4 separate regions of the Sus scrofa genome follow, and all the other regions are linked to region 1. Evidence: chromatin contacts called from public Hi-C and HiChIP or PLAC-seq data. All regions are on one chromosome and are shown on one strand. Each heading gives the region's core, a stretch centred on a gene start, on an enhancer-like site or on the middle of the called end of the contact. The rest is flanking DNA. Distances are from core to core; before and after follow the strand shown.

What was found. A called contact is a pair of places that touch in the nucleus more often than the background predicts. HiChIP or PLAC-seq counts read pairs in DNA pulled down with a chosen protein or histone mark.
Region 2: a contact with region 1 is called in a Hi-C map of retroperitoneal adipose tissue, with 2.4 times the contacts expected there. The contact joins the promoter of CDC42EP2 here to the promoter of POLA2 in region 1. A contact is called at or near these places in 3 of 5 promoter capture datasets (fetal liver, fetal skeletal muscle and liver), 22 of 47 Hi-C or Micro-C datasets (adipose tissue, alveolar macrophages, brain and 12 more) and 2 of 2 datasets of contacts at active chromatin or transcription factors (alveolar macrophages and skeletal muscle).
Region 3: a contact with region 1 is called in an H3K27ac HiChIP or PLAC-seq map of alveolar macrophages. The contact joins the promoter of DPF2 here to the promoter of POLA2 in region 1. A contact is called at or near these places in 3 of 5 promoter capture datasets (fetal liver, fetal skeletal muscle and liver), 12 of 47 Hi-C or Micro-C datasets (adipose tissue, alveolar macrophages, epiblast stem cells and 9 more) and 2 of 2 datasets of contacts at active chromatin or transcription factors (alveolar macrophages and skeletal muscle).
Region 4: a contact with region 1 is called in a Hi-C map of epiblast stem cells, with 1.7 times the contacts expected there. The contact joins the promoter of SLC22A20 here to the promoter of POLA2 in region 1. A contact is called at or near these places in 1 of 5 promoter capture datasets (liver), 26 of 47 Hi-C or Micro-C datasets (adipose tissue, alveolar macrophages, blood and 12 more) and 2 of 2 datasets of contacts at active chromatin or transcription factors (alveolar macrophages and skeletal muscle).

Annotation. Positions count from the first base shown.
Region 1 is chr2:6,947,169-6,952,166 of Sscrofa11.1, reverse strand. POLA2 (DNA polymerase alpha subunit B) reads left to right here and starts at 1,878. Exons shown (of 18, transcript XM_013994111.2): 1 at 1,878-2,885. The coding sequence starts at 2,807.
Region 2 is chr2:6,902,430-6,907,965 of Sscrofa11.1, reverse strand. CDC42EP2 (cdc42 effector protein 2) reads left to right here and starts at 3,926. Exons shown (of 2, transcript XM_003122538.5): 1 at 3,926-4,495.
Region 3 is chr2:6,884,598-6,889,924 of Sscrofa11.1, reverse strand. DPF2 (zinc finger protein ubi-d4) reads left to right here and starts at 3,377. Exons shown (of 11, transcript XM_003122537.5): 1 at 3,377-3,583. The coding sequence starts at 3,552.
Region 4 is chr2:6,994,834-7,000,390 of Sscrofa11.1, reverse strand. SLC22A20 (solute carrier family 22 member 20) reads left to right here and starts at 4,152. Exons shown (of 10, transcript XM_003122540.3): 1 at 4,152-5,100; 2 at 5,193-5,296. The coding sequence starts at 4,726. CAPN1 (calpain 1) reads left to right here. Exons shown (of 22, transcript NM_001348784.1): 18 at 300-368; 19 at 638-716; 20 at 1,298-1,414; 21 at 1,740-1,798; 22 at 2,112-2,878. The coding sequence ends at 2,138.

The DNA of each region.
Region 1 (4,998 bases), core at 629-3,128:
TTCTTAGCCTACTTCACACCAGTGCAGATGACTTGCTAACTCTCCACTCTGAGACATATTTCGGTAATTATGAATGAAATTATACCCAATGTTGAAGGCATTCCTTTTTTGTTTTGTTTTTTTTTTTGGCTTTCTGTCTTTTCTAGGGCCGCTCCTGTGGCATATGGAGGTTCCCAGGCTAGGGGTCTAATCAGAGCTGTAGCCACCAGCCCACACCAGAGCCACAGCAATGCAGGATCCGAGCCGAGTCTGCAACCTACACCACAGCTCACGGCAACGCCGGATCCTTAACCCACTGAGCGAGGCCAGGGATCGAACCTGCAACCTCAAGGCTCCTAGTCAGATTCATTAACCACTGAGCCATGACGGGAGCTCCAGGCAGTCTATATTTCAAAACAGATCATGCCATTGTTCCTAAAACTTCCTCTTTTGTTTTTTTCTTTGTTGTGCTCTTTGGGGTCAATGGCTTTTTCTGCTGGAACAGTGCCCTCTTCACACTGCTATAAAGAGATTTTGCAGATGTAATTATATTCCCAAACCAGTTGATCTTAAGAAAGTGGTCCTGGAGTTCCCACTGTGGCACAGTGGTTAATGAATCTAACTAGGAACCATGAGGTTGCAGGTTGGATCCCTGGCCTCACTCAGTAGGTTAAGGATCTGGCATTGCCCTGAGCTGTGGTGTAGGTCGCAGACGCGGCTCGGATCTGGCATTGCTGTGGCTCTGGCGTAGGCCGGTGGCTACAGCTCCGATTGGACCCCTAGCCTGGGAACCTCCCTATGCCACAGGAGCAGCTCAAGAAAAGGCAAAAAGACAAAAAAAAAAAAAAAAAAAGAAAGAAAGAAAGAAAGAAAGTGGTCCTAACCTAACAACAGGAGCCCTTTAAAAACAGTGTCTCTGTGGGAATGCAACTTAGCCAACACTTTGATTTCAGCCTTACTGAGAATGCAGACATGCTGTGTCCAGACTTCTGAGCTACAGCTCTGTGGACAAATAAAACAAATGCTGTTTTAACCCACTAAATTTACGGGTTAAATTATCACAATAATTTACAGTAAATAATTACACAGCAATAGAAAACAAATATATGCTTTATTGCTTGTACCCAGGTGAACTGCTCCCACCCTCTGCCATTTGTACCTACCAGTAAGAAAGAAGCCTAAGATGGTTTTCCCTCTCCAGCCCTCCCCCAACTGTGGTTTACATGCAGACTACACCCTGTTTCACATGGTTGGTTTGAGGCCAAGACAGGACTCTTCCTGGCTTTTCTTCCCTCATCGTATGCCCTAAAATGCTCCCTAAGTGTCTCTGGCCTCTGCAGTGCAGTCTTTTTTTTTTTCTTTTTAGGGCTGCACTCTGGCCATATGGGAGTTCCCAGGCTGGGGGTGGAATCCGAGCTACAGCTGCTGGCCCACGCCAGAGCAACGAGGGATCTGAGCCGCACCTGCAACCTACAGCGCAGCTCACAGAGAGAGGGGGCAGATCCCCAACCCACTGAGCCAGGCCAGGGATCCAACCTCATCAGCATAGATACTAGTCGGATTCATTTAGAGCTGCGCCACAATGGGAACTCCCCATGTAGTGAGGTCTTGAGAATCACTGTTCTAGTGATAGCCTGTACTTTCCTCCCCGGATACTCAGTTTCCATTTATTTTATTTTTTACTGTAAATTACAAAATGAGCATCTTTGTTTATAAAACTTTGGATTCTGGCCGGTTTTCTTAGGATAAGAAATGCTAAGTCAAAAGAGAATGAACAATCTTAATAACTGATATCATACTGCCGAACTTTATTCTAGAGACTCTACCAACCTACCATCCCATTAGCCAAGTATGATGCCTAGCGTTATTTGATCTAAGCTGAGCCAATGGAGATTTGGGCTCCAGAAAATAGACCTATACGACTGTGGCTGTGACTACTGGTGGTAGCCGCGATGATAACCATGGCAACCAGATTCCCTAAGGAAGTCGCGCTGAGTGCAGAGATGATGCAGAGATGACGCGGGAGACAAGAGCAGGGACAAGACTTTCCTCTCCCGCGTGTTGGACACAGAATGTTTGAGACATTTGAAGGCACGTACACGCCACGGCCTGCGCACGAAGGCACGGACAAAAGGGTGACAAGCATACATCACAGAGCTTCGCGGAGCAGACGGTGGCCGGAAGAGTCATCCGCGACTGGTACAGAACCGCGGTTTCCATGCAGGGAGCGGGTGAGAGCGGGCAACAGCGCGCCCGCGCCTCTCTTCTGAGCCCAGTAAAAGATGACTGCGCAGCCGCGGTAGGGCGGGCCGACCATCAGGCGCACACGCGCGATCCGCCGTGCGGGCGTTCGTGCGCACGCGCCCTCGGACGCGCGTGCGCGCGCGTAGTCCGGGAACAGAGAGAAGGAAGTCGAGGCGAAGGGGTGGGGTTGAGCGGGCCTCGCGCATGCGCGCGCCGTGCAAACCATTTGGCGGGTTTTTCCGGCCTGCTCGGTTCTCCCGTCACAGAGATGCTCCCCGGTGGCTTTTAGGAAGTAGGGCCTTCTCCCCTAGAAGAGTGACTTCTCAAGATTTCTGCTCCCTTCCTTCAGGCATTTGGGAGCTTCGGGAAAAAAAGAAAATAAAAAGTATTTCTCTGAGACTGACGGCCAGGGCTTTCTGACCGCCTGAGGTCTTGGATTATTTGGTCACTTTCGGTCTCAGCCCCCCGGAGAGCGAAAGGATCGGAGGAACCGCGTCCTGCTCATCGATCTCCACGGCCGTGGGTTTCTTGGCGTCAGGTCGGAGCTGGGTGGGCTCGGCCCCGGCCCCCGTCCTGGGTCATCATGGCCGTGTCCGCCCAGCTCTTGCGGGAGGAGTTGCAGATCTTCGGCCTAGAATGCGAGGATGCTCTGATTGACAAATGTGAGTCCCTTGCCCCCTCCCCGGGCCCCAGCCCAGGCCCACGCTCTCGCTCCGTGTTCCCAATCGCCTAGAACCCAAAGGGAGGCGCTTCCGGGGGGTTGTGAGGTGAGTTAAACTGAGTTTTGAGGTTTGGCGTGTGGGGCCTTTGAAATGCTCACAGGGTACTGCTTGGATCCCAGCTCAAAGGAAAGAATATGAAGCACAATTTTAAATCGACGCAGTTTCCTAAAGGTGAAATTGGGACGTGCCAGGTTCTCATCTCCGAATTTGGAAATTGTTTAAGCCTCGATAACCAAGCAAGAGATGTTGGGGCTTTGAAATACAGCCTTTTCTGGCATCTCCCTTTCCAGCCTACACCTAAACTTCTGCTGATCCATCCCTTTTCATCAAAACTGTTTGGTCTGTGCAAGTATGAGTTTCTTGAGGTGGGTTCATAAAATTGAATTTTAGCTGGGAAGGGACTTTAAGGAGACTGTGAGCTGTTCACAGCTGGAGAAACAGATAACAGAGAGTTCATTGGCCTGTCCCCCATTCCAGTGCTGCATTGCATTGGTTCATCTTATTGGTCAGGCTCCGGGGCAGTGTCCAGAGTTGCTGGAAGCCAAGTCTCGGGAGGTGTGGACGTTCTCAGTGTTAGAATCAGGATGATAGTGCATCTGCCTTAATCATGCATCCACACATTGAATTTCTTTTTTTAATATATAAAACCAAAACACAAACATGTTCATTTAGGAGAGACCAGAATACTCCAAGTTCTGAAGCCCAGGGCATTCCCTTCCTGAAAGGAAACTTAAGTGAGAAAGCCAATCACAGTTAAGAAATTTATTTGGTGAGCTTGAAAGCAAAACAAGAGAAGTTAGTTGTTGTGTGAACAAAATTTGTAAAGGCTTCAGTTCAAGATGCCTGCTGCTCACATAGGACATTGGCGGTGGTATTGGAGTTCTAGCCCTTGAAGTCAGAATCGCTCACCTCGCTGGGATGTTTACATTGTCCGACAGTCATGCCGTATTTCCCTGGTCTGTCCACTTGGAGTCTCCTGATGACTCAGTGCCACCTTCTCCTTGAACATCTTCTGACCCGCTCTCACTCTCAGCTGATGAACTTCCTGTTTTGCTGAGAAAGTAGAAGGAATTAGAAAACTTTTGAGTGTCCTTGTCACTCAGTGGGTTAAGGATCTGGCATTGTCACTGCAGCGGCTCAGATCACTGCTGTGGCAAGGGCTTGGTCCCTGGCCCGGGACTTTGCATATGCCGCACGTGCAGCCAAAAGAGAGAGAGAGAAAGAAAGAAAGAGACATGTATAAGCTACCACCACTGCTTCTTCCCACTTACCTGTGTCTGTATCATATTCCTTGCCTCCTTCCCATTACAGTAAGTAAATGCTTCATATTCCTAGCAGAAGCCACACCCTCCACTCAGGTCCATTCCTTGTCACTTTCTTTAGGCCATCGTTCAGTAATTCTCCCTTTTTTTTTTTTTCATTTTCTGTTTTTCTCTCTCTAGGATTTTTTCCTGAGCAGCATAGAAAAGTGGTTCTTACCCCAACCTTTTAAATACTCCCTCTTCTCACTTCCCACTCCTGTCCGCTCCTTCCCAATTGCAGCAAACCTCCTAAACTTGCCTATGCTTGCGTCTTCCATTTTCTCCTCTTTAAGCCCATTTCAGTCAGCTTTTTCATCCCCCCCACTTCACTGAAACTACTCTGCTCAAGGTCATCAGTGACCTTCACCAGGCTAAAGCCGGGGATGCATTTTCAGTCCTCATTTGGATGAATAGCAGCATGTGATGCTCTTTATCGTGTCCTCTTTATTTTTTTGTCTCTTTAGGGCTGCACCCTACGCATGTGGAGGTTCCCAGGCTAGGGGTCGAAGGGGAGCTGCGGCTGCTGGCCTATACCACAGCCACAGCAACATGAGATCCAAGCCTCATCTACAGCCTATATCATAGCTCATGGCAGCGCCGGATCCTTAATCCACGGAATGAGGCCAGGGATTGAACCTGCAACCTCATGGTTCCTCGTCAGCTTCGGTTACCCTGAGCCACAGTGGGAACTCCCAGGCTTTATTTTTCTGCAGAGCACATTTAACCATCTAAGGTACATATTTATTGTCTGT
Region 2 (5,536 bases), core at 2,677-5,176, 46 kb after region 1:
GCTGGCCTACACCTCGGCCACAGCAACACAGGATCCAAGTCGTGTCAGAGACCTGCGCCACAGCTCAGAGCAACGCCGGACACTTGATCGGGCCAGGGATCGAACCTGTGTCCTCATGGATACTGGCTGGTTTCGTTGCCACTGAGCCACAACAGGAACTCCCTGGTTCCTGGCTTTGAGTGGCCTTGGATGAGTGTCTTTGCCTCTCCAAGCTTTCATCTCTGTCACTGGTTTGTAATCAGCCCCAAATGGAGCTCCTGATTTTCCCCGAGTTTCCTCCCCCAACAGAGGACACTGGGTGGATGGGCAGAGGTGGGGGCTGCACCTCAGCCTTGTTCCCACGGGTTCAGGGGAGTCTTTATAAAAGTCCTCTTTTCGGAGTTCCCGTCGTGGCTCAGTGGTTAACGAATCCGACTAGGAACCATGAGATTTCGGGTTCCATCCCTGCCCTTCCTCAGTGGGTTAACGATCCGGCGTTGCCGTGAGCTGTGTAGGGTGTAGGGTTGGATCCCGCTTTGCTGTGGCTCTGGCGTAGGCAGGTGGCTGCAGCTCCGATTTGACCCCTAGCCTGGGAACCTCCATATGCCGTGGGAGTGGCCCTAGAAAAGGCAAAAAAAGACCAAAAAAAAAAGTCCCTTTTTCATCCTCAGACTCATTCCAGGTCAGGTGGCAAGGCCAGCTGCCGTCCCCCAGTCACTCCTTGAATAATATTTCCATGAAACTGCTGCCTGCAGGGACAGTGTGTTCCAGTCAACAAAACAAGTTCAAGTCCCTTAGCTTGTTGGGGACGCATGTCATTCCCTTGTTACAGGCAAGGAGGCTCAGAAAGGGACAGTCCTTTTTTTGCCTGTGGCCACAGACTAAGTTAGCAGCAAAGCCAACTCATAACCTGGGGCTTGGGGCTTGGCACTGTGCTGTCCCCGCAACCTGGCTGTGTTGTGAGAGGAGGGGGCAGGGACAATGGTGGAGTGAGAAGCCTGAGCAGGGAGGAGGGCCCAGAGCCAGCCCATCTTGCCACTTCCAGGCTGAGCGGATCACCATCAGTGGCCTGAGCTTTGGTGTCCATTTCTGAAAAGGGGGGTAGTGACACTGACTCTGCCCATCTCACTGGCTCTCAAAGGATTTGAGGAGCTCAGGACAAGAGACCCTTGGTAAGGGGCACAGGTAGGCCTGGGCAGGGGGGTGCATGGCAGAGCCTGGGTGGCAGAAAAGGGAAGAGACACAACCCTTACCCACTCAGCCCACAACTTGGCCCAGGGCCCCTTTCTTTGCTGTCCAGGCCTCAGGTTTCCTCTGAACCTCTAGGGTAGTCCTGGCAGAACCCACCTGACTTGGAGTTCCCGTTGTGGCTCAGCGGGTTAAGAACCCAGCTAGGAGTTCCCATTGCGGCGCAGCAGAAATGAATCCCACTAGGAACCATGAGGTTGCGAGTCTGATTCCTGGCCTCACTCAGTGGATTAAGGATCCGGCGCTGCCATGAGCTGTGGCGTAGGTCACAGACATGGCTCAGATCCTGCGTTGCTGTGGCTGTGGGGTAGGCTGGCAGCTGTAGCTCTGATTCGACCCCTAGCCTGGGGACCTCCATGTGCCATGGGTGTGGCCCTAAAAAGCAAAACAAACAAACAAAAAGAACCCAACTACTATCCATGAGGACTCGGGATCTATCCCTGGCCTCACTCAGTGGGTTAAGGATCCGGAATTGCAGAGAGCTAGGGTGCAGGTTGCAGAGGCGGCTTGGATTTGGCGTGGCTGTGGCTGTGGCCGGCAGTTGCAGCTCCAATTCAACCCCTAGCCTGGGAACTTCCAGATGCTGCAGAAGATACCCTCAAAACCAAAAAAAGAATACACGTGACTGAGTTGAAGGAGGGGCCAGGAAGGTTCAAGGTTAAAATCTGAAACTTTCCGGAGTTCCTGTCATGGCTCAGTGGTTCACGGATCTGTCTAGAAATGATGAGGTTGTGGGTTCGATCCCTGGCCTTGCTCAGTGGGTTCAGGATCCGGTGTTGCTGTGAGCTGTAGGGTAGGTCACAGACGCGGCTCAGATCCCATGTTGCTGTGGCTCTGGCCGAGGCCGGTGGCTACAGCTCCAATTACACCCCTAGCCTGGGAGCCTCCACATGCCGTGGGAGCGGCCCTAGAAAAGGAAAAAAAAAAAAATCTGAAACTTCTCTGTATTCGTTTTCTGCTGCTGCTGTAGAAAATCACCACAAACTTGGCAGCTTAAAACAATACAAATGTATTAACTTACAGCTCTGTGGGTTGGGAGTCCAACCTGAATCTAAAATCAAGAAGTCAGCAGGGCTGTGTTCCTTCTGGAGGCTCTAGGGCAGAGTCTGTTTCCTGGTCTTTTCCAGCTTCTAGAGGCTGCCCGCATTCCTTTGTTTGTGGCCCCTTCCTCCACCTTCAAAGACAGGACATCTCTTTTTTCTTTTTTTTTTTTTTTTTTTTTTGGTCTTTTGTCATTGTTGTTGTTGTTGTTGCTATTTCTTGGGCCGCTCCCGCGGCATATGGAGGTTCCCAGGCTAGGGGTTGAATCGGAGCTGTAGCCACCAGCCTACGCCAGAGCCACAGCAACGAGGGATCCGAGCCGCGTCTGCAACCTACACCACAGCTCACGGCAACGCCGGATCATTAACGCACTGAGCAAGGGCAGGGACCAAACCCGCAACCTCATGGTTCCTAGTCGGATTCGTTAACCACTGCGCCACAACGGGAACTCCAGGACATCTCTTTTTTTGACTCTCCTGCCTCCCTCTTCTACCTTTAAGGACCATTGTTATTACACTGGGCCCGTTCAGACAGTTCAGGATAATCTCTCTAGTTTAGGAGTTCCTGCCATGGCACAGTGGTTAACGAATCCGACTAGGAACCATGAGGTTGCGGGTTCAATCCCTGGCCTTGCTCAGTGGGTTAGGGATCTGGTGTTGCCATGTGCTGTGGTGTAGGTCACAGATGCGGCTCGGGTCCTACATTGCTGTGGCTCTGGCGTAGGCTGGTGGCTACAGCTCTGATTCAACTCCTAGCCTGGGAACCTCCATGTGCCGTGGGAATCGGCCCTAGAAAAGGGGGAAAAAAAAAACTCTCTAGTTTAGAGCCAGTTGAGGAGTTCCCACTGGGGCACAGTGGTTTAAGGATCTGGCATTGACTATGGCAGCTCCAATTTGACCCCTGGCAGGGAACTTCCATATGCCTAGAGTATGGCCGAAAAAAGTAAATAAAGAAAGTAAAGTCAGTTGATTTGTAACTGTAATTGCATGGGCAACCTCAGTTATTATTTTCTATGTAACAAAACTCTGTATTTACAGGTCCCAGAGACTAGGACCGGGACATCTCTGGGGGGGGGCTATCACTCTGCCTACCTGACTCCCTTTCTCCTGATCTTTTCCTCCCCCCCAACTTGGCTGACCCCCACCCCCACCCCCAGCATCCTTCCTCCTTCAGGATGCCTTCCTGACCCTCTCTCCCTAAGAGCCCCTCCCACACGTACAGGATGTACCATCCTGGTCGCAGTGTACTGTCACAGCTGTCACCCGCTCTTCCTAGCACTTGCTCACCTGGCAGAGTATCACTGTGTACTTGGGGACCGGGGCTTCCTCCATCTCCCTTCATTGGACAGTAGGTCCCAGACCAGAGGGGCTGAATCCCCAGCGACAAGAACAGTGTCTGACACTTAATGGATGCCCCCAAAGTATCTGCTCAATCGCTGAACCGGGCAAGGGCTGAGTTCCCTTCAGCCTGCCTGGGTAGGGCCTGCCTTCCAGTAAATGTTTCTAGTAACGAATGAATGAATAAATGAACCAACCAACCTTCCAGCCAATCAACCAACGTTGTAATGAGTCCAAGTGTGGGTCCCACCCCCGCCCCGGAAGCCATCTAGCCGGTTGACAAATATGGGTGTGGCCAGGCCACTCTGCAGGTCCACCCGCAATGCCCCCTTTTCCAGGGAGGGGCAAAACTCCTGAAAGCTCTTGGAAGTTTGTAATATTTTAACGTGAGTGCCTTCGAGGCCTCATTTATTTCTTTAGGAGTCACTGAAGACACTGTGCGGGCGCCTCCCCGACCCAGCCCTCCAGGGAGGGAACTCGTCCAAGGACGCTCTGTGAATTCTGCAGAATTCAGTCTTCCAGCTGCTGCCCTCCCAGAACCGATAGTTTTAGCTCCGACCCGCACAGCCGGAGTTCGAGGAATCCAGTCCGGGCATCGGACGCAGTCTGGCTCGCAGCCGTCAGAGTTTGGACCGGACGCCCGGGCGGGCGTGGCTGTTGGACCCCAGCGCCGCGCCTCCCAAGTGGGAGCCCAGGCTCGCCCCGGAGTGGGGCGGGGCTGTGGGCGGGACCTGATTGCTGCGGCCCCCGCATTGGCTCCACGGATAGGGGGCGGGGCTTCAGGGGCCACGGTGCGCACTGTAAGTTCACAGCCCTAGTCGGTCCCATCGCCGCACGGTCCAGCTCCGGAGATTTTGCCGCCCACCCGTCCGCCGCCTGCGCGCCTCCAGGTGAGTTCAGGTGGGGACTGTGTAGTCCGACCGCGCTCCTGGAGGGTCACTCGAGAGGCCCATCCTGAGGCGCCCTATCGCAGCTCGCGCCCCAGCCCCCGACTTACCTCCACAAGGTCCTTACCCCAGTGCCTCGGGCTCCAAGGTGTTTCTCACCCGAGCCTCGGTCCTGGCAGCCACGCCCGCGCCCCCCTCGGCCTGCGGGGCGCTGCGCATCCCGAACACGAACTCCTGGATCCGCCCTCCACGCTGCGCCAGAGCCCCCGCCCCACCCCCAGGACCCGGGAATGCCCTCCCGCAGCCCAGCTTGGGGTCGTATTTTTAGCCAATGGTGAGGTGTCCTCCTATCTTTAGCCTTAGCCGCGAGTGTCCTGAAACGAATCCGGGCTGAGCTGGGCTGCGCGGGAGAAAGAGGGCGGGGAGGGGTCGGCTCCGGAACCCGAGCTGGGGCTGAGGAGCCCGACCCGCGGAAGCCAGGGGCGTGGGCCGCATGTCCGAGCTCTGGCCCCGCGCCGAGCGGACACTCGGACATCGCCCAAGCTGGAAAGCACGGGGGAGGCTCCTCCCTGAGTTTGGATACCCGGGCAGCGTCCCTGATCGCTCCTTTTCTCCCCTATTGTCTGGTTGTGAGACTAGGGCGCTCCCAAGAGAAGAAGATCCCGCGGACTATCCGCACCTGGTTAGCGAATGTGCAGCTCCTTGGGAGGGAGCTTGCCGGGAGCGCTAGAAGCGCTGGGGACCCCGGTGCGCAAAGGGTCTCCTCCCGGACGCGGGGCAGTAGAGGGAGCGCGCGCGCGCGCCACCTAGTGGCCACGGACCCGAGAACCGCTCCGCCTAGGGACGCTGGGAGACCTCGTGGCCAGCAGGGGAGACTCAGCGCCGACCGACCCTTCCGCCCAGGGGCTGTTCATTTTCGGTCTTGTTTGGAGCGCTGTCCCCAGAGAACCAAAATACTTGAGGAAGCCCTACAGCTATTTGCTGGATAAATAACGGGGCTGACAGTGACCCGCTAACCCTGTCTGTCGCCCATCGGGGCTCTCT
Region 3 (5,327 bases), core at 2,128-4,627, 64 kb after region 1:
TGCTGACACCTATTCTGCAAGTTTGGTGCAGGGTAGGCAATGACAAATACTTCTCAACTCTTGAGCTGCCAAACGTGATTTTAAGGCACAGGGATGGTAAGATGTTCCCTGATTCTGAAATGTTAAAATGGGGGGAGGGGCGAGGCATACGTGCATCTTAGAATTGATGAGATAAGGTATATGATCAGGACCAAAGACCAAGCCCTGGGGACTCTGACTGTTACAGGGGGCGGAAACAGACGATGGAGAGTCAGCAGAAGAGGCAGAAGGAACTGCCAGTGTGATAGGCACACAGCCAGGTGAGTGCATGTCTCAGAGATCAGAGAAGAATTTGAAAACGAAGGGAATGGTCAGAGTTCCCTTGTGGCGCAGCAGGTTAAAGATCCTGTGTTGACACTGCTGCGGCTCGGGTTTGATCCCTGGCCTGGGAATTTCTGTATGCCATGAGTGTGGAAAAAAAAAGGGGGGGAGGGAGAAAGGAATGGTCAGTGGTGTCGTAAAGTCTGATAAGGACAGAGAGATCTCTAAATATCTTGAAATGGAGGTCATGCTGTCTTTGTTGGGAGCTGTTTCAATGAATTGGTGGAAACAAAATCCCCATTAAACAGGGCAGAAAGAGACTTGAAAAATAAGTCGACAGAGATAGGAAATACAGGAGTTCCCATTGTGGATCAGCAGGTTAAGGACCCAATGTTGTCTCTGTGAGGATGTGGGTTCAATCCCTGGCCTTGCTCAGTAGGTTAAGGATCCGGCATTGAGGGAGGGCGGGGGCAGGAGAGAGGGGATGGATGGACTGGGGTTTGGGATTGGCATGTGCACACTGATGTATATGGAATGACTGGCCAACGGGGACCTGCTGTATAGGACAGAGAACTCTACCCAATATTCTGTGATAATTTATGTGGGAAAAGAATCTGAAAGAGAATGGATGTGTGTGTATGCACAAACGAATCACTTTGCTGCATAGCAGGAATTACCATAACCTTGTAAATCAACTATACTTCAATACAACTTTAAAAAGTTGAAAAAAAGGAGTTCCCGTCATGGCTCAGCAGAAACAAATATGACTAGTATCCATGAGGACACAGGTTCGATCCCTGGCCTCACTCAGTGAGTTAAGGATCCAGGATTGCCGTGAGCTATGGCATATGTCTCAGATGCGGCTTTGACCCTGAGTGGCTGTGGCTGTGGTGTAAGCCAGCGGCTACAGCTCTGATTCGACCCCTGGCCTGGGAAACTCCCTATGCCACAGGTGCAGCCCAAAAAAGACAAAACAGTAAAATAAAATAAAAAGTGAGAAAAAAAAAAAAAGGATCCGTCATTGCCAAAAGCTGCAGCGTATGTCCCAGATGCAGCTGGGATCTGGTGTTGCCAGGTATAGCTGTGGCATCTGGCCACAGTTGCAGCTCTGATTTGACCCCTAACCCAGCAACTTCCATATGCTGCCTGTGCAGCCCTAAAAATAAAAGAAAAGGAAAAAGAGATGGGGCGATTAAACAGAATATTTACTTTGAAAGGGCAAAAAGAAATGAGCTGATAATCAAAGGCAGACATGAGCTTTTTTTTTTTTAAGATTTAGAAGTTCTTTATTTAAAAAGTGAAGATTTCTTAAAACTGTATTAGGTGACTCAAAGATGGCTCTAGTGATGAAAACAAAACTAATGCATGAAGAGAGTTCAAGTAAAATAGTTTGAGGAGTTCCGGTCGTGGCGCAGTGGTTAACGAATCCGACTAGGAACCATGAGGTTGAGGGTTCGGTCCCTGCCCTTGCTCAGTGGGTTAACGATCCGGCGTTGCTGTGAGCTGTGGTGTAGGTCGCAGACGCGGCTCGGATCCTGCGTTGCTGTGACTCTGGCGTAGGCTTGCGGCTACAGCTCCAATTAGACCCCTAGCCTGGGAACCTCCATATGCCGCGGGAGGGGCCCAAGAAATGGCAAAAAGACAAAAAAAATAAAAATAAAAATAAAATAAAATAGTTTGAGGAAATGCTATAGTTGACATAGGCAATATTTCAAAATTAATATGTGAGGATATAAATCATTTAAAAACATTTGAATTTGTCCCTCCAGATCCACTTCCCACCCTTCTCTCCCCTACCCTCTCCCCAGGAGGTGACCTAGGTAGAGGAACATCTATGGGTTCCCTTGGGCTTTGGTTTCCGGTTGGGTTCAGCCAATGGGAGCCCAGCAAGAGATCAGAGGATGGGGAGGAGGGGGAGAGTGAGGGATTTCTCAGTCTCACTTCCTGCAAGGGCACCTCAGCCAGGATATGCCCTCACTGGAGGTCACCAATCTCCCCTGATAGTTCCTTTTTCCCACTGGTGCCTCTTCCTGCATTTCTGTGGGCTTATGATGCAAACTTCTCTGCTACTACACACCCCCAGGCAACTGTCCCCCCCCAGGTGTCCCTCCAGACCCAGCTACACTCATTAACACCCCCTTTGTAATGAACCGTCTTCTTTGTGCACCTGTTTCCCACTGGGATCTGAATATATTTAAAAAGGAGTAAAGCTAAATAATAATGTTTAATATGTATATTTAATATTACATTTACATACAATGATTTTCTCTCTATTTCAAAAAGTTTAGGAGTTGCCGTAGCGGCGCAGCGGAAAAGAATCCGACTAGGAACCATGAGGTTGCGGGTTCCATCCCTGGCCTTGCTCAGTGGGTTAAGGATCTGGCGCTGTCCTGATCTGTGGTGTAGGTCACAGTCAAGGCTCGGATCCTGCATTGCTGTGGCTAGGGCTTACGCCAGCGGCTGCAGGTCTTGATTAGATCCCTAGCCTGGGAACCTCCATATGCCGCGGGTGCGGCCCCATGAGCTTTTTTAAAAGAGGATTTTAAGTCATGTTTGTAAACGAATTTGCATGATTCAGCAGTGAAGCAGAAATGAATGGTACACAAGAGAGAGGGATAGTCTTCGGCGCCTAAGTGGAGGGAATGAGCTTAGGAGCAGGAAGCAGGGGAGAAGAGTTGGGCGCCGATAAAGCTGAAGGCAGGAATGGGGGCAAATTTGTCACAGTCCAATATTCGGGCCAAAGAACGTCAGGTTCTGGGAGTTGCTTTTTCTTTCCCTAAAATGGGCACGTGTTTGGCAGCTCAAGAGGACTGTGCCCTACTACTATCACCAACCCCTGGCCAGCAAGTGAGGGCAAAGGGTTAACCACGAGGTTAAAGGTCTGCGAGGTAGCAGGACGCATAAGCTTCACCTACACCACCTCCGGGCCTGCCAGTTTTCACCAAGCCCTCACCTTCTCATTTCTGGACCATGTTACACGTTCCCTCCCTTCTCCCGCTCCCCTACACGTCAGAAGCGGAGGTAGAGCTGGAGCCTCGCGCCGCCCCGGCCTCGGTCTCCATTGCGCCTGCGCACTAGTTCCTCGGCTCCCCGGCCCCCAACAGGCAAGCTCGTTCTCGGCAGCTCGCTCTCGGGCGCGCTCCCGGGCGGCGCCTGCGCAGAAGGACGAGGAAACTGGTTCCCCGTGCGGTCCCGGCGCCTGCGCGCTGCGCTCTCCGGGCCTCCCGGCCTGAGGTAGAGGAGCCGGGAAGATGGCGGCTGTGGTGGAAAATGTAGTGAAGCTGTGAGTGGCCGTTTTCTTTTCCTCCTAGGCCGGGAGGTCTTGTAAGGGGCCTGGGAGTAGGGGGCGGTGCGGGAAGGGACGAGGCGGAGAGAGGGCCTTGCCTGGGAAGGCCATGTTGCGACTCCTAGTGGGGAGGACAACCCGAGACTCCGGAGGAGACGTTGCTCTTCTTTGGAAACTTGTGGAGGCCCTGAGGGGGGCACACGGGAGCCCCTAACGGGCAGCCTCCCGGAGGGGCTGTGCGGTCTGGGCGCTCCCTTCGGGCTGACGGTTTCCAGAGTATGGCGCCCTGGTCGCCTACGAAAGACAGTCCCGGATTCGCTCCCGAGACGCCTCAGTCCGGTGGAGCCGGGCCGAGGGCGGACCCGGGAGCGGCCGGAGCCCCCGCAACGCCCCGCCGCCGACCCCTCCCCATCGGCCGCCCGCAGCCGGCCCTGGGGGAGCAGGCTCCGCAGCCCTCGCGCCGTTAAGCCCCGCTGGGCTGTTTTGTTCTAAACAGCTCGGTGACGTTCCGGGGCGGGCGGGCGGGCGGGGGGGTGGGGTGGTCCTCGAGTGTCAGGTACCCAAGGCCAAGAATATTCCGGGGGAGAATTTGTTGCAGAGCTGGTACTGAGGGGAAAGAACTTCAGGGGAGAGGGCCTCTGTGCCGGCCAATCCCAGCCACCAAAAGCGGGCACTGGACCGATGCAGAGCCCCGGACGCCCCGGCTGCCCGGCTATGCAATACTCTTGGGCTGACAGATTTCGAGCGAAGTTAAAGTTCATGGTTGTTCGGTAAATGGAGAATCCCGTTAGCTGTGAGTTAAAGATGCTTGGAGACTTGATTTAACCCAGCCCCCTCCGTGAGGAAGAATCTGAATGAGTTTTGCAGCTCCGTGCCCCGTGGGCGAATAGAGCAAGCTCCTTTTTAATGCGTAAATTTGGCTTGGTGCAAGGGTAGGAAGATTGAGAGGTGTCTAGTTGTCCAGTTAGGGCTTTGGGATTTTGATTGGATGACAAGGTAAAGGTTTGGGAACTCTGTCTTGGTGGTGGGCTGAGCCCCCCAAGGGCCCCTTTTTAAGGGTGCGGTGCCGCTCTGCCTCTTCTTGCCTGGAGCCTTTTCTTTGCCAGTGCTTTCCCACTTCCATTAAGCTAAGTGCCTTCTCCTTCTGTTCTTGTGGGGGTTTTTTGTTGTTGTTGTTGTTGTTTTTAAACTTGCTTTCAGCTCCATCCTGCTGCCTCTTTCAACCACCCCTCCTCCCAGCACTATTATCTTTCTCTCTGATCTGCCCACTCCAGTTTCCCCAGCTCTCTCTTCAAGCTGACATTTCCCTCAATTTAGAAATGACGCTGTTGATCTACCATTTATATAGTTATCCTGCCTGACTCAGATGTTCTTTGTTTCCCTGCCTTTCTCTTTGTTGACTCCCCCTGTCCCATTGTAAGGGAAGGTTCTACACAGACTTCATGCTTCTTGAAAAAGAATCAAAGCTTCTACCTTGGAAACGTTACTGTACTGGGGGAATGTCAGACTTGCCTAGCTGTTAGCTGTGAGCTCAAGATTCGTTGAGACTTCATTTAAGAGTTATATGTAATGAGGAGTTCCCGTCTTGGTGCAGTGGAAACCAATCTGACTAGGAACCGTGAGGTGTCGGGTTCGATCCCTGGCCTCTCTCAGTGGGTTAAGGATCCAGCACTGCCGTGAGCTTGGTGTAGGTCACACACTCGGCTCAGATCCTGCATTGCTATGGCTGTGGCGTGGGCCG
Region 4 (5,557 bases), core at 2,903-5,402, 46 kb before region 1:
ATAAATGGACCTGTTCCTTCCCGGCATCTTCCCATTGCTTGGGTCGGGGAAACGGAGGCCCAGGCCTGTGTCAAGTGAGAGGTGGAGCAGGTGACCCCCAAGGCTGGTGCTCTGTTTGCGCCCGTCCCAGCCCCACCCTGATTCTGGCCTGGCCACTGGCCACAGCTGGCCGGACGCGGGCTCTGGCGGCATCTCCCCTCCCCTGTCTGGTCTTGCTCTCTGTGGCCGGCCTCTCGCGGGTGCCTGCTCTCCCCACCGTGCCTGGTTTAAGCTGCGGAGTTCCCTTAACGGCCCCGCAGCGTGATGGCAACGGGAAGCTGGGCCTGGTGGAGTTCAACATCCTGTGGAACCGCATCCGGAATTACCTGGTAGGTGGTCCCACCTGGCGGCGCCCTCGCCTCCTCTGTGGCCTTGGCCTCAGCACACAGCCCGGCTCGGGCTCGCAGGCCGACTGGGTGGGATCAGGCCTTTGCCCTGGGCCCACCTCTCCGAGCCCCCCCCACATCCCAGTGGCTGACCCCCTGCGGGCCTCTGCCCTCCACCCTCATGGAGCATCCGTCCACCTTGGGTGGATGGGAAGCGCTGGATGCTCACCGGCCCCCTACCCTCTGTCCCCCCCACCCCCTGCTGCCCCCAGTCCATCTTCCGGAAGTTCGACTTGGACAAGTCAGGCAGCATGAGCGCCTACGAGATGCGGATGGCCATCGAGTCTGCAGGTGAGGCCTGAGGCCATGGCGCCCCATGCAGGAGGCCCCAGGCCGTTTCCCTGACAACCGCCGGGGGCAGTGGCCCCATCACTGGCCTCTGTCCTTGGGGAGTGGCGGCAACGCGGTAACAGCCCTTTCTCATAGTTACTAAGCCAAGCGCTCCTCAGCGTTTCCTTTTGCCCTCACTGCCGCCTGATGAGGATAGAGTCTGGGATTAGCCCATCGAGCACAGAGAGAAGGACAGCTCAGAGAGGGGGAGTGACTGGCCTGAAGACACACAGCCAGGGAGGAGCGGAGCCTCCAGTGAGGGTGGTACAGGGCTCACAGGCCAGGCAGCACGAGGCCAGGGCATTCAGGACAAAGGAAACTGGACTCGTGGGCCCTGATGGCCAGCTCCCGACTCCCTGGGGCAGTTGAAGGTCTTCCACTGGTCCGGCGCTTGCTCGTCCAGCGCCTCCCAGCTCCCAGCCCTGCCCGGGAGGTTGTCATTCCCCTGAGCCTTGGAGCCCACCCGGCCGGGCCCCAGCCCCCTGCTCCGTCCCCTCTGGCCTGGTGCACCGCCCTGGCCCTCACCGGCTCTCCCGGGCCAGGGTTCAAGCTCAACAAGAAGCTGTTTGAGCTCATCATCACCCGCTACTCGGAGCCCGACCTGGCCGTGGACTTCGACAACTTCGTGTGCTGCCTGGTGCGGCTGGAGACCATGTTCCGTGAGTGTCCCTGTCAGCGTCCCCTCCAACCCCGTGCCTGTCTCATCCCCCTGGAGCATGTGGGAACCACAGGCCCGCCCTGCGGCGCGTGCCAGAGGGGCCGGGGTCTCTGCGTGGGGGTCCAGGCGGGCTGAGTGTCTGAGACAGGGAGTTGGGGAGGGCCCTCTGGAGGGGGGCTCTCAGGCAGCAGGAAGAGCTGCCCCCACCCCCCGCCCCCGGCTGTAAGGGTGCTGCGAGAGCTTGGGGTGCCGAGGGGAGGGGCTGGAGGAGGCAGGAGGTGCTGTCCCGCTGCGTTCTCAGCCCCATCGTCGTTTTCCGAACACAGGATTTTTCAAGACTCTGGACACAGATCTGGATGGAGTTGTGACCTTTGACTTGTTTAAGGTGGGCTTGTCCTCTGGCTGGATGGGGAGGGTGGGTGCTCAGAGGCAAAGGAGTTTTCTTAACCTCTCTGGGCCAGAGCCTGCGGCCACCTGAGTCCTTCAAGGGATGTCTGGGTTCTGGGAAGGGGGGCAGGAGGGAGGGCTGGGCTCCCGGGGAGAGGAGGTGAGAGAGTGCACCCCCAACCCGCAGGAGACTGCCTCTCCTTCCTGCCCTCAGAGGGGCGAGGAGACGGCGGCTCCCGAGCCTTGGCTCTGAGAGGCAGGACGTGAGCTGCCCCGGGCTGACCCCTCTCTCCGCCCTCTCTGGCCCGCAGTGGTTGCAGCTGACCATGTTTGCATGAGGTGGGGCTCGGGCCCCTTGCTGTGCTCTTCTGCCCTCGTCTGCCAAGCCATGCCTTCCCGCCATGCCACACCAGGCCACACCAGCTGCAAGTGCCTTCCTGGGAGCAGGAGGTGGCCTCGTCCTCCTGTCCCCTCATCTCCCACCGCCGTGGTTCATTCGCTCTGGGCAGAGCTGTGTGGCCCTCCCTGCCTCCACTGGCCGCGGGCTCAGATGGACTCCCCCAGCCCCTCTGGCCGCCGCACTAGGAAGGCAGCTTTTGCTTGTTCCTGCCTAGGATGGGGCTTCTGGGGCTTCGGGAAGACTGACAGCCCCAGGCCTCTGACATCCTGATGTGTCCTCACCCCTCCTCCACCTCCAGGGGCCACCCATCCAGCCCCGCCCGCGGCCTCACCTGCAGACTTTACACGATAACCACTAGCTCTGCACAGTCTGCGGTCTAGACGTGCAGAGCCCCTCCCTGGGGGCTGGGAACGCCTGTTCCTTCCTGTGCAAAAGCCGATGCCCCTCTCTGCCCCCCAGCCCTGTCCCCACCTGCCAACCAGGGGTGGCCTGGCCTGGGAGGTGGCCAGGCTTCCTGGCCCCCCCCTTCCTTTTTTATATTGGTGATTTTAAAGGGGACTCTGTGGGGACTGATTATCAGTTGTGAGGGTGCCAGAGGCACCCGGACGTGGCGGGGTTGTGGGGACATCTCATGTTTCCATGCAGAGAAGCCCCAAATAATAAAGGAAAAGGCCCCACCTTTGTCTCTGGAGTGTGTTTCTGCCTAAACCTAGGACCCAGGAGGGCACAGCAAGCCTTGCCCTGCAGATGCTGCCCTGCCCCACCCTCCTCCCCTTCTTCACTGCCTGGAGGCTCAAACCCCAGCTGGAGTCCTGGGCATCTGGGAGTTGGGGGTGGGATGGGACCCCCCTGCAGGGACAGGGCCGCCCTGCTGAGGTCCCACACGCCCCAGTCCTCTAAGCCTTGGAGGCCTGACCCCCTTCCTTCCCCGTGAGGCGCTGGCTGAAACCCAAACCCCTACTTAACTCAAACCTGACCCCCAGGCAGCTCCCCAGGACACAGAGCCTCCTTTAAGTCTTCTGGGGTGGGGAGGGGAGTTGCCCCTGTGACCCAGGCACCTGCAGCTTATGTAAGCTGCTCCAGGCCCTTGGGGTCCCAGCTGTTCTTACCAGAGATAAGAGTAGGTTGAGGTGGGGGTAGAGGTGGGGGTGGGACAGTGCGGGGAGGGGTGAGCCACAACCTGGGGCAGCATCTGCAGGGCAAAGGCTGTTGGAGCCCAGGTGAGGGCCGCCCTTGACAGCTAGAAGCGCAGAGCCTCAGGCAGTCCTGAGCCTGCCTTCTGTCTCTGGGAGTCCCTGGGCCAGGTCCTACTGGCCCTCAGCAGCCTCCTCAGTAAGGGGAGTGGCCCCTCGCTTCCGGGGGAGCCTGGGCTGGTTTGTGAGAGGGACTGGGGGATGGGGGTGGCAGAGAAGGGGGCAGGTGCACGGGGCCCCACCCGCCCAGTTCTCTGTACTGGGTTATCTGATGCGAGGGCGGGAACACTGTGGGTCTGGATGAGCAGACACCCCAACTCCCCACAGGCCCCCCGCCTGAGTGCAGGTGGCGGTGGTTGCCCTATTTGGGCCTTTATTTTTTTTTTTTGGAATTTAGTGATTTTTATTTTTTCCATCATAGCTGGTTTACTGTGTTCTGTCCTTTTTCTACTGTCCAGCAAGTGACCCAGTCACACATACACGTATACATTCTTTTTTTCACACATTATGCTCCATCCTAAGTGACTAGATATAGTCCCCAGAGCTATATATTTGGGCCTTTTTTTTTTGGTCTTCTGAGGGCCGCACCCACAGCATATGGAGGTTCCCAGGCTAGGGGTCAAATCGGAGCTGTAGCTGCCGGCCTCCACCACAGCCACAGCAACTCGGGATCTGAGCTGCATCTGCAACCTGCACCACAGCTCATGGCAACGCCGGATCCTTAACCCACTGAGCAAGGCCAGGGATCGAACCCGCAATCTCATGGTTCCTAGTTGGATTCATTTTCCGCTGCACCATGGCGGGAACTCCTGTTTGGTCCTTTTTTAAGGACTTTTTCCCAAGTGTCTCCTGTGCGGGCCCCCAACTTCCTGGGAAGTGTGGGGAGAGGCAAGGAGCTATAATTGCTGGTCCCCCGCCACAGGTGACCAAGTATTTAAGACTCTGGCCTCGGTGGAGCCCAGTGACAGGCAAGCTGGAGGTGGCCTCTTGGAGTTCCTCACTGTGGCCTCCAGAGAAGCTGGGAGGATGAGATGGCGCTGGGGTCCCCGCCGAGAGGGCCATGGGCAGGGGGCTTCGGGGTGGCCCTCTGGGACCCCTGGGAGGTGAGAGTGAGAGAAGGCAGGAGAAAGCGCCTGGCAGGAGGGGACGCCCTGCAGGCATGGGGACGCCCGAGGCCACCTGCGAGGTGTAACCGGACCCCTCTGAGTTGCCGGACTCAGACACGGGGCGTCTGCGGTCCTAACCCCGGCCTGATCCTCCACCTCCCAGGGCCCCGTCCCAGCCCCTTTACATAAGGCTCTGCAGGCTGAGCCTCCGGTCAGGTCCGTGGCCATGGCCTTCACAGACCTGCTGGACGCCCTGGGTGGCGTGGGTCGCTTCCAGCTGGTCTACACTGCCCTGCTGCTGCTGCCCTGCTGCCTGCTGGCCTGCCACAACTTCCTGCAAAACTTCACGGCCGCCGTGCCCCGCCACCACTGCCAAAGTCCCGCCAACCACACGGTGGCCACCGACAATGACTCAGGGGCCTGGCTGAGGGCCACGGTACCCCTGGACCGGCTTGGGGCCCCCGAGCCGTGCCGGCGCTTCACAAAGCCTCAGTGGGCACTTCTGAGCCCCAACGCCTCTGTCCACGGGGCGGCCACGGAGGGCTGCCACGACGGCTGGGTCTACGACCGCAGCGTTTTCCCATCCACCATTGTGACGGAGGTGAGAGGGGGCCGGGGTGTTGGGGTGGTCTGGGGTGGGGGTGGGTGCTGCCGCCAGAGGTCAAGACTGGAGCATCCCTCCCACCCCTGCAGTGGGATCTGGTGTGCGAGGCCCGCACCCTCCGCGACCTGGCTCAGTCCATCTACATGACCGGGGTGCTGGTGGGCGCTGCTGTGTTTGGCAGCCTTGCGGACAGGTGAGCCTTCGGGGGTGAGGGTCCCAGTCTCCTGAGCTTCTTAATTTTTCTTTATTAAAGTGTATCCATGTATTTTAAAAAGAGATAATACATATGATACGTTCACAGGGTTCAAAATTCCAGAAGGGAGTCCCCATTGTGGCACAGTGGGTTACGAACCCGACTTGTATCCACAAGGATGCGGGTTTGATCCCTAGCTTCATTCATTGGGTTAAGGATCTGGTGTTGCCGCAAGCTGTGGTGAAGGTCACAGCCACGGCT